Linked DNA regions of Danio rerio: region 1 is linked to region 2. Evidence: chromatin contacts called from public Micro-C data. All regions are on one chromosome and are shown on one strand. The core of a region is the stretch at or near the end of the contact, and the rest is flanking DNA. Distances in the headings are between cores, read along the strand shown. Region 1 holds the start of si:ch211-198a12.6. Region 2 holds the start of eif4e1c (eukaryotic translation initiation factor 4E family member 1c).

Region 1 (4,858 bases), core at 1,287-3,786, 190 kb before region 2:
TTTTCTCTTTCATGTGAATTCTCATGTGACTTCTTAGGCTGGCTTCAATAGCAAAGCTCTCCCCACAGTGGACGCAAATGTAAGGGTGAGTGGCTTTGTGAATTTCAAAGTGTTCGTGCAGATCTGACATACAGCCAAATATCTCGCCACACTCGCTGCACTGCAGGCCATGAGCCTCATGGATGATAACACCATTCTCAGACTCCACCGTTAGCTCCCCTCCGTGGTCAGACTCCACCTTTACGATATGATCTCCGCCACCTATCTCGGTCTTCAACAGCACCTCCCCAAGCAAATGCTCATTGCCTTTTATTTCTGCACTGCTGAAGTACTGGTGATGATCGTGGTGTATTTCTGATTTAATGTAGTCATGGTCCGTCTCTGTAACTACATCCACGCAGGTTACTGCTCCTAAATCACCATGAATGGCCTCCAGGTCAAGTCTTTTGTCCTCTTGAGTCATAATCTCTGTCTCTGCTCCATAATGCAAGTCCCCAACTTGCGTATGGGCTATGACACACTCAGATCCCAACGTATCGAGACCTGGTGTGTCACAGTCAGTCTCTGACTCAGCCATCAGGACGCACTCCAGCCTGACGACTTCCGTCTTCCCGGTTATGTGAATTAAAGCGTTGCTCTAAGAGCACCGCTTTCCCACAAATAAACTTGAAGGGTTGCCTGCTGTAGGCACAGTCAGTTTTTAGGTCAGGACCGGCCCTGCCTGTTGAAAGACAACAAACATTTAAATCAAATCTGCATAACATTGTAGCTAAATTTACCATGTAATGTTCATCAAGCAGCAAAAAGATTAATGTTATTAAACCTAAAAACAACTAAGCATGCAAAAACATGAAATTAGCATTTAATTATCTAAAAAAAAAAAATCATTTCATTAAATGACTAGCTGCAACTTATTGTCATTAACCCATAGCTCCAATTAATTGTTTAGCAACATACTTTACATCTGCAAAGGTTAGAAGACAGAGTAATTTGTTGCATAAAAAAATAAACAAACAACAGAGACGGATTTCATAGACAAGCAGACTTGAAACATACAAGTGCAAATGCAAAAGCATTGTGTGGTCAAATCATAAACAAAACCACAGCTTATCTAAAAACCATATTAAAGCTAGTTAGCAAAAATATATGTGACCAGAAATGGGCTAAGGTTAGCCTGTGGGCACTACTTTTGGCTAATTTGACAGGCTGTGGATACATGAACAAGTGAACAATACATTACATTTTCTAAAGACAAATGAACAACTCACTCAATTGTCAAATACACGTAACAAAAATTTATGTTTACAACTTGCACATACACAACTGTCAGTGTTGGCTAGATTAGCTGGCTAAATAGCTGCTAGTTAGCTGATAATACATGCTCAGGGAAGCTAACTAGCTGGCTAACTAGCACTGTAGCTCCAACATAAAATGAAAATGAATTTAAATCCTGACTGTCTGCCTTCAATTCAGAATTTCACAGCGAATATTTCTGGCACATAAAGACGTCTGGGTGGCTTTTGAATTACGTAGAAACTGTTAAAAGTAGTACACTTAAAGAAATACTACGCGTTTACCGGTGGGCATCTTGTGTGCCAGAGGTTGGAAGAGCTAACTAGCTGTAAAATGGCCGCCGCGACTAGCTTCCGCCCCTCGTACAGGCACGCAGAGTCAACACGCGACGTGAGCAAATGCAAATAAACTAGGTCATGTTCGTTGATTTATTTTACTGCTCGCAGGACAAATGTGTTGTCATAGCAAAACAAGCTCAAGATAATCAACACACAAACAAGGCAAACAGCTCGAGTTACTGGCTAATGGGAGTTGTACGCTATTCGTGAAAGCCCGGGAAAGGCGCCCCCCTTCTTACATAACGCGTTTTTGTTTTGTGGCGTCGACTTAAAAAGAAACCGAACAAATGCTCTAAGCATTTTGGAGGGTTTACGCTCATTTTGAAATCATTCAAATCAGTTGACATGAGCATAGCGTGGCTATAAGCTGAGCTTATCATGCTATAGCCCTAGCCCATTTTTAGCTGCGCGAAACAAACATGGCCCGTCGTCCTGCTAAGCTGCCTCGCTAGCCGAACACTAGCAGACGCTCCGCAGCCGCCATTGCTACTAAACACCTCCGAACTCCGTGACGTTCACAGCTCATCAGTAACGCAAAACAAGCGCAATTTATCGCAAAATATTCATACAACTGGTATAAACTCAACGTATATCCTGTCGTATCGCGTTACGTAAATCAAATAACATAATTGTATCATATAGCAGGCTAGTTAGCCAGCTAAGTTAACTAGCAAAGGTATCAAAAACACAAACACACATAAACATTAATCGTTTGCAGATTAAACGTATTTAAATAATAAAAAAAAACATTCATCCGACCTCTTTGCCCTTTAAAGGCTCTTTAGTGATCTGCGGTGGTCAAAGGCCTGCAGATCTTCCTTCTGTTGCGTCTGTACTGCCTGCCTGCGGTTTGCTTTCTGTCACTCTTTCTCTCTCCCTCCCTCCGTCGGTACGTAGCGGGATGGCGCCGCGGATCATCTGGCGCCAACTGTGCTGGAGCGCATGAGCAAAAAACAAAGCAGTTGAAGAAACAAGCGCTCGACCGCTCTCTGTCGGACTGGCAGAAAGGGATTTTAACAAAGGGCATACTTTCAGACATCTTATTTGAAATTCAATGTTACTCAAATTGCAACCAAATTATTTTATTATATGTATTTTAGAGTGCTTATTTTGATAATCATTTGTACCCAGAAAAGCTATAAGAACCACATAATTAAAAACAGACTAACACTTTAAGCTGATTTTACATTTAGCCTAAGCTATTCGTTCGTTGATACATGTTTAACGGATAATATTATATTTGCATATCCTTTATATTGTTTAGGCCTAATATATTTTACATTTGGCTAATATTAAAATCTCCATGGTTTTTGTAAACATAGGCTTAATGGCTTATACTTAAGGCTAGTGTAGCAAAACTGGTTAATTTGTGTTTACCATGGTTTAAGAGACATTAAAACCTATATTTGTAGTGAAATCATGGTTAATTTTCATAAGATTGATTATAAACTGAAATAACATTAAACAATTTTGTAACATTTTAGATTGAATATCATACATTGCTAGTTAATAATTTAATAATGCATATATATATATAATTCATTCATTCATTTTGCAAGAGCATGCAAACTCCAACACAGAAACACCAACTGACCCAGCCGAGGCTCAAACCAGTGACCTTCTTGCTGTGAGGCGACAGCACTACCTACTGTGCCACTGTGTCGCCTGATATATAAAATAATAATAATGCTGGGGAGCAAGGGAAAAAAACAGACAACAAAACACACACACACTATCCCGGTGGGGACTCTTGATAGACTTAATGATATTTCTAATGTATAGACTGTATATTTTATCTCCCCTACCCCTATATACCCAATCTCACAGCACACATTCTGCATTTTTACATTACCAAAATACTTGTCTGATTTAAAAGCACGTTTACCCACCTCGACTTAGTCCCAGTAAAGAAATTGTAAAAAAGTCTTTATTTAAATAAAAAATGTTTTCCCAACATTTACATTTCTCACATAAAAGTATAGTGTGGCAGCATACCCAAAAGAAAGGAATGCACTTTGTGGTGAGCACAGAATTCAAAGAGATGTTCACAATGTACTTGACCTGGCCTGACCTCAAGATGACCTATCAGTAGTTTAAACTTATAGTTCACACTCCTCATGTGACAGTGAGAAGTTTCATGGGTAGCTCAGCTGACATAAAAAAAATAAACATTTCTGTGTGAAAATTACAGAATTTATTGTAAAGATAGACATCACATCTTGTGCTGGCAAGGATGTGCTGCCACCAAAGCTATAGCATATCTTTTAAGGAAGAAGTAATTTCTAAGGCTGCTTCTAAAAGATGGAGTTGATAGATTGGTGGTCATCTTTAGCAAATGGCTTCCTCAAACCTTCCTCAAATATTGTAATCAAGAAGCACTGGGAGGCGCCCTTTCACTGCTTAAAACGTTTTGGGGCAACAAAGTATGCTCCATTGCTTGATGAGCATTCGAGGGAAAATAACAGGTTAAAGATAAATATAACATTGATAAGTATGTTTTTAATAAAGAAAAATCACCAGACTTTGATTTTAAACGTCTTTTTAAAGCTTATTTTAGTTAGACTTTAGCAATTTTAAATAGGCTATATGGAGTTCCAAGAATGAGCCAAAATGGCAACATTTAACAGAGAATCAGTGTAAATGATCTGACAAATAACAGTGGTTTGTAGCTTACAGTGTGTCTGTGCATGCTGTATTTATTTTTTTGAAAACAGAGTGGCTTTAGCCTTTGTTCTCTACCAGTGAGGCTGAATGAAACATGACACAGTGAGCCATCATTCAATACTTGTCATTCAGTAACCCCATCTGTTGAGTTCCTGCCTGAACCTGTAGAGCATCTCTCACGTCAGCCCCTGCTGCAGCGAATCAAACTGTGTGTAGCTTTAAAATGAATATAAAATAGATGAATACTTGTGCTGAGTTTAATGCTATTTCATATGATCTTCAAAATTGTGCTATGGCTAACTTGTCACACCTTCATGTTTGAATGCTGGATTAGTAGTGTTAAGTAGTGTAGTGTTAAGTCAACTGACAACACTACAAGTGACATTTTGATGAATTCATATGAGTATTTGCCTATTCATCTGCAAAGTATTGTAATGTGTAGGCCTATTTATATAGCACATCGCCACCTTGGAATTATAAGGTTCTATCTGCATTCTGAATGATTTTGAGATATTGATCTTTAATGCTTTTGCATTCCATTGCAAACAGTATGTGTGTAACAT
Region 2 (4,474 bases), core at 1,425-3,924:
GTACTGTTCAGGACTTGTCGTCACAACAGCCGTAGGACTATCAGCGCGGACTTCTTCAGTTTCAGTTCCTCGCTACATGAACAAAACAGAATCAATGAATTTCAAACACTTCAAGCAGTTTTTTACTTTAACAGAGTAAGATTCACACTGACTAATACTTTGGTGAGGTTTTATTTTATTTTTAACCAAAAACAACTTAATTTAATAATTTTTTTAATGAGTTAAAAATAAGTAAATGAAGTTAAAATAATTGGTGAATGGTGATATATACCAGATTGGTGTATAGTATTATTCAATATTTGGAGCAAAAACTTTTAAAACAATTATCCTAATTCTACCTAACAACACCCTTTTTTGTCACTTCAATTGCTGTATACACTGACTGTATACAGACCCATAGCCAGTGTTCGAAAGACCCACCCCTCACTGACAAAGGTCCAGAATTTGTCCCATACATGAGCTCACTTGTCCTATTTTGACAACCATTCCATCATAAATTGTGAAAATAACCCATCAAAAAAGGCTTTAAGACCAAGCGGAATCCTCTGGCTGTCCCTTCTGGGTGACTTCAGCTAATCAGTTTTAACCAATGCAAGCAAACATTGAGTCCAACATCTAGCTGCGCAAGAAAACAAAAATGTGACGTGAAGTCATCTTTTACTACTGGCCTACAGTGTTGAATTTAAATAGAGAAAATATTAGTAAATTTTGTCCTAAATTAGAACCTTATTCTTAAAAATATAAAATGACCAATTAAAAAGTGTGAAGCACCAAAAGCAGATTACATATAAAATTAATTTAAATACTAATTTGACTATTGCTGTCATCCATGAATTTCCAAAAGTACATTTTTCCAAGAGGGGCTAAAAAAATCATGACGCTCTACATTATTATGTTTTAATTCTTTTTTTTTTTCAGTTTAGTATTTGCCAAATAATGGCATTATACTAAAGTTTTCAATTTAAAACTTTAACAGATTCCTTTTTTTTTCTAATAATGTAATAAGATGTAATATATTATTTTGAGGTTTATGGTTCCACCACACACAAACATACACACTAAAAAAACTTTAACATAATCATAGCAGGACTATTTCAGGTCTATTTTGAAATCCCCAGATTTTTCCATGACGCTGGAAAAAATGATAACAGAAATTTCAAGGTCATTCAGTCGTGTAAAAGGAAATATCCAGACAATCCCCTCATTGCGCTAGTCTTAAGGTCCTCAACCCCATTGATGTAAAGCTGGTTTATATTCACACATTCGTTCATTTAACTGTCTATAATGTTTACCATGTTACTTTGAATTTTCGGTCTGAAATGGCATGCAAGTATGACTTGAAAACATGGAGGTAAAGTTGGTTTTATATTTAGATATTCAGACACTTTCCTTAATAACATCATTTTTGACAAGTATTCTTTGCAAATTCTAAATAGGGAAATCAAATAAGCAGCCAATGACTATCAAAGTTCAACATTGTTCACAGTCAATAAGATAGTGTTAATGTTAAGTCATAAATGTTAATTCCGATTGAATATTCAAAGTAACTGGTAAGCAATATGGAGACTTCTAAATGAACGAATGTGCGAATATAAAACCAACTTTACCTCTATCTTGAAAACAAAATTAGCACTATATATTTGACTGTGAACAATCTTGTACTTTGATAGTCATTGGCTGCTAATACGATTGCCCTATTAGAAATAACATAACAAAACCAACTTTACCTCAATCTCAACCATAGTGACATACAGCATCTGTCATCGTCACTGCTAAAGGGCATCTTGGACAAATCAATCATCTTTGTTTTGGTAAACGTTAACAGAAAACATACTGGATGAAACAGATGTTGCAACTGCAACCTATTTAGTTCAATACTACTAAATACTCAATACTACTAAATCCCCGGAATACCTGATCAGACTTGACGGGACCCTGAGCTCCGTTACCAAGACAACTAGCTAGATTACAGCATGTTCTAGTACACTGCAGATCACACACACACACTATAACGTTAGTCGGCAAGTATAATTTCCAGTTCAATTTGGAGTCATACACCCTCTACTGTCCGCCACGGTACAGACTGCTCTAAACACATGCGGACTTAATTCAGCGATCAATGACTTCAGTGATATTCGTTAAATTAAACTCCATTGTAATGAACCCGTGCACTCTGAAGGGTCAAGTTTAATTGAAATATTGAATATCGAAACGTATCAAGCTGACACGGCTGAGCACGCTAGCCGAACACAGTTAGCAACGAACACACGTGTCCAGATGTCTGGAGAGATGGTCGCATCACGTCGAGACGACAGAAAAGCCGACACCATCTGCCTCAAAACCCGGTTGGTATCGCTCCACTGGAGTGAAATGAGCCGTTAGCGGGTGTTGGGACTGATGAATTGTCGTTGTCCGGACCCTCCCAGTCTCTAAAGTCACCAGCAGCAGAGCCGCCCCGAAAAACCGCTAAACGCCGCAAAGACACCCCCAGCTTCTAACGCCACCGCTCACTGCTTAAACATGTCCCGTAGACAACACAGCAGACAACGGTTTACCATTTCTGGCAGCTGGGAAGCCCTAAATGAACCAAGCCCGATCCCTCTTACCGGCTCCGAAGTCGCCATCTTGCCTGTGAAAATTCTTCTGACCGTTGGACGCTGCTGCGTCACGCACGCGCTCGAGAATCTACGGAAGCTGACGGGGCTCACGCACGTTTAACGCAAGGGATGCGCTACACACAAACGATGAAGATGCGTCTATTTATTTTAAGAGTTTCGAGATTTTTTTTGATAATAGCAATTTATACATATCATTTTTATATAGATAAATTATAACTGTATTAAAACAACAACAACAAATTATAATATTTGATCATAATAATAATAATAATAATCAATAGATTAAATTAAACATAAGGTTTGATTGCAACAATGATAAACACTACTATTATTTAGAAAACAATACAGTGAGTGTTTAACTTCAGTAATTTTTTATTTAAACAAAATACAATTTGCACTTTGATTTTAGGATCTTTAGAAACATGACTTAACTATATTTACAATTTAGGTCAAAGACACAAAGTGGTTTTCAATGATCAAGAAAAAAAAATAATGCAATATACCTTTAATTTATTCATTTCCTCAAAATCTAGCATATATGTTGTATAAATGTATTTTAATTAATTATTAGCCCCTTTAAGCTATATTTATTTCAATAGTATACAGAACAAACTATTATGTTGAGAAATGTGTTGATAAAATCTTCTCTGTTAAACTGAAATTGGGGAAAAGTAAACGGGGTCTAATAATTCAGGGGGCTAATAATTCTGACTTCAACTATGCTGTATAAATGTGTTTTTTTTAGCAAAACCAAAGACCATCTATATGCAATTTTTATCACAATTTACAAAGGACACCTACTAGATGTTGTTCTGTTTATATACAAACAATATTATATCAGAACAATAATCATTTGACAACATATTAGACTTGTTTAGAGGAATAGATCAACTAATAATGTCAAATATGTCATCATCCATTCACCCTTTACTTGTTTCAAACATTTATGGTTTCCTTCTACTGTTAAACACAGAAGAAGATATTTTTAAATCGTTGGAAACCTTTGACTACCATATATAGTATTTTGAGATTTTAGGGGAATAGAGAATTATATATATATATATATATATATATATATATATATATATATATATATATATATATATATATATATATATATATATATATATATATATATATATATATATAAATTTTACATAAACAATTATGAATGTAGTAATAATAGCAACAAATTATAAATGTTTATTGATAATAATAATATTAAAAATAATAATTATAATAATAATTAATAGATTAAATAAAACATACATTTTTGATTACAACAATATGAAGCACTACTAATATTAAGAAAATACAGTGAGTGTTTAGCTTTAGTAATTTTCTATTTAAACAAAATACAATTTGCACTTTGATTTTGGGACCTTTAAACTTTAGACTTAATGTGACTGTACAATTTCGGTCAAATACACAAAATGGTTTCAAGAGTCAAGAAAAAAAAAGCAATATACCTTTTATTTATTTATTTATTTATTTATTTATTTATAAATAAAGGTTTACTCAAAACCTATCCCAAATTATGTTTAACAGATAAAGGAAATTGTCACAGTATTTCTGATCTTATTTTTTTCTTCTGGAGAAAGTGTTTTGTTTTATTTTGGCTAGAATAAAAGCAGTTTTTATTTTTTTCAACAAACATTTTGAGGTCAAAATTATTAGCCTCTTTAAGCTATATATTTTTGATAGTCTACAGAACAAACCATCATTATACAATAACTTGCCTTATTCCCCTAACCTGCCTAGTTAATCTAATTAACCTAGTTAAGCCTTTAAATTTCACTTTAAGTGTCTTGAAAAATATCTAGTAAAATATTATTTACTGTCATCATAGAAAGATA

Evidence for each region. Hi-C and Micro-C count contacts between places; a contact is called where the count stands out from the background.
Region 1: a contact with region 2 is called in a Micro-C map of caudal fin, with 8 times the contacts expected there. The contact joins the promoter of si:ch211-198a12.6 here to the promoter of eif4e1c in region 2. A contact is called at or near these places in 2 of 18 Hi-C or Micro-C datasets (caudal fin and an unstated tissue) and 1 of 4 datasets of contacts at active chromatin or transcription factors (gastrula embryo).

Annotation. Positions count from the first base shown.
Region 1 is chr13:20,465,502-20,470,359 of GRCz12tu, reverse strand. It overlaps si:ch211-198a12.6, which reads right to left and starts at 2,536. Exons shown (of 2, transcript NM_001145579.1): 1 at 2,391-2,536; 2 at 1-721. The coding sequence starts at 577.
Region 2 is chr13:20,278,458-20,282,931 of GRCz12tu, reverse strand. eif4e1c (eukaryotic translation initiation factor 4E family member 1c) reads right to left here and starts at 2,674. Exons shown (of 7, transcript NM_001017851.2): 1 at 2,607-2,674; 2 at 1-72. The coding sequence starts at 2,624.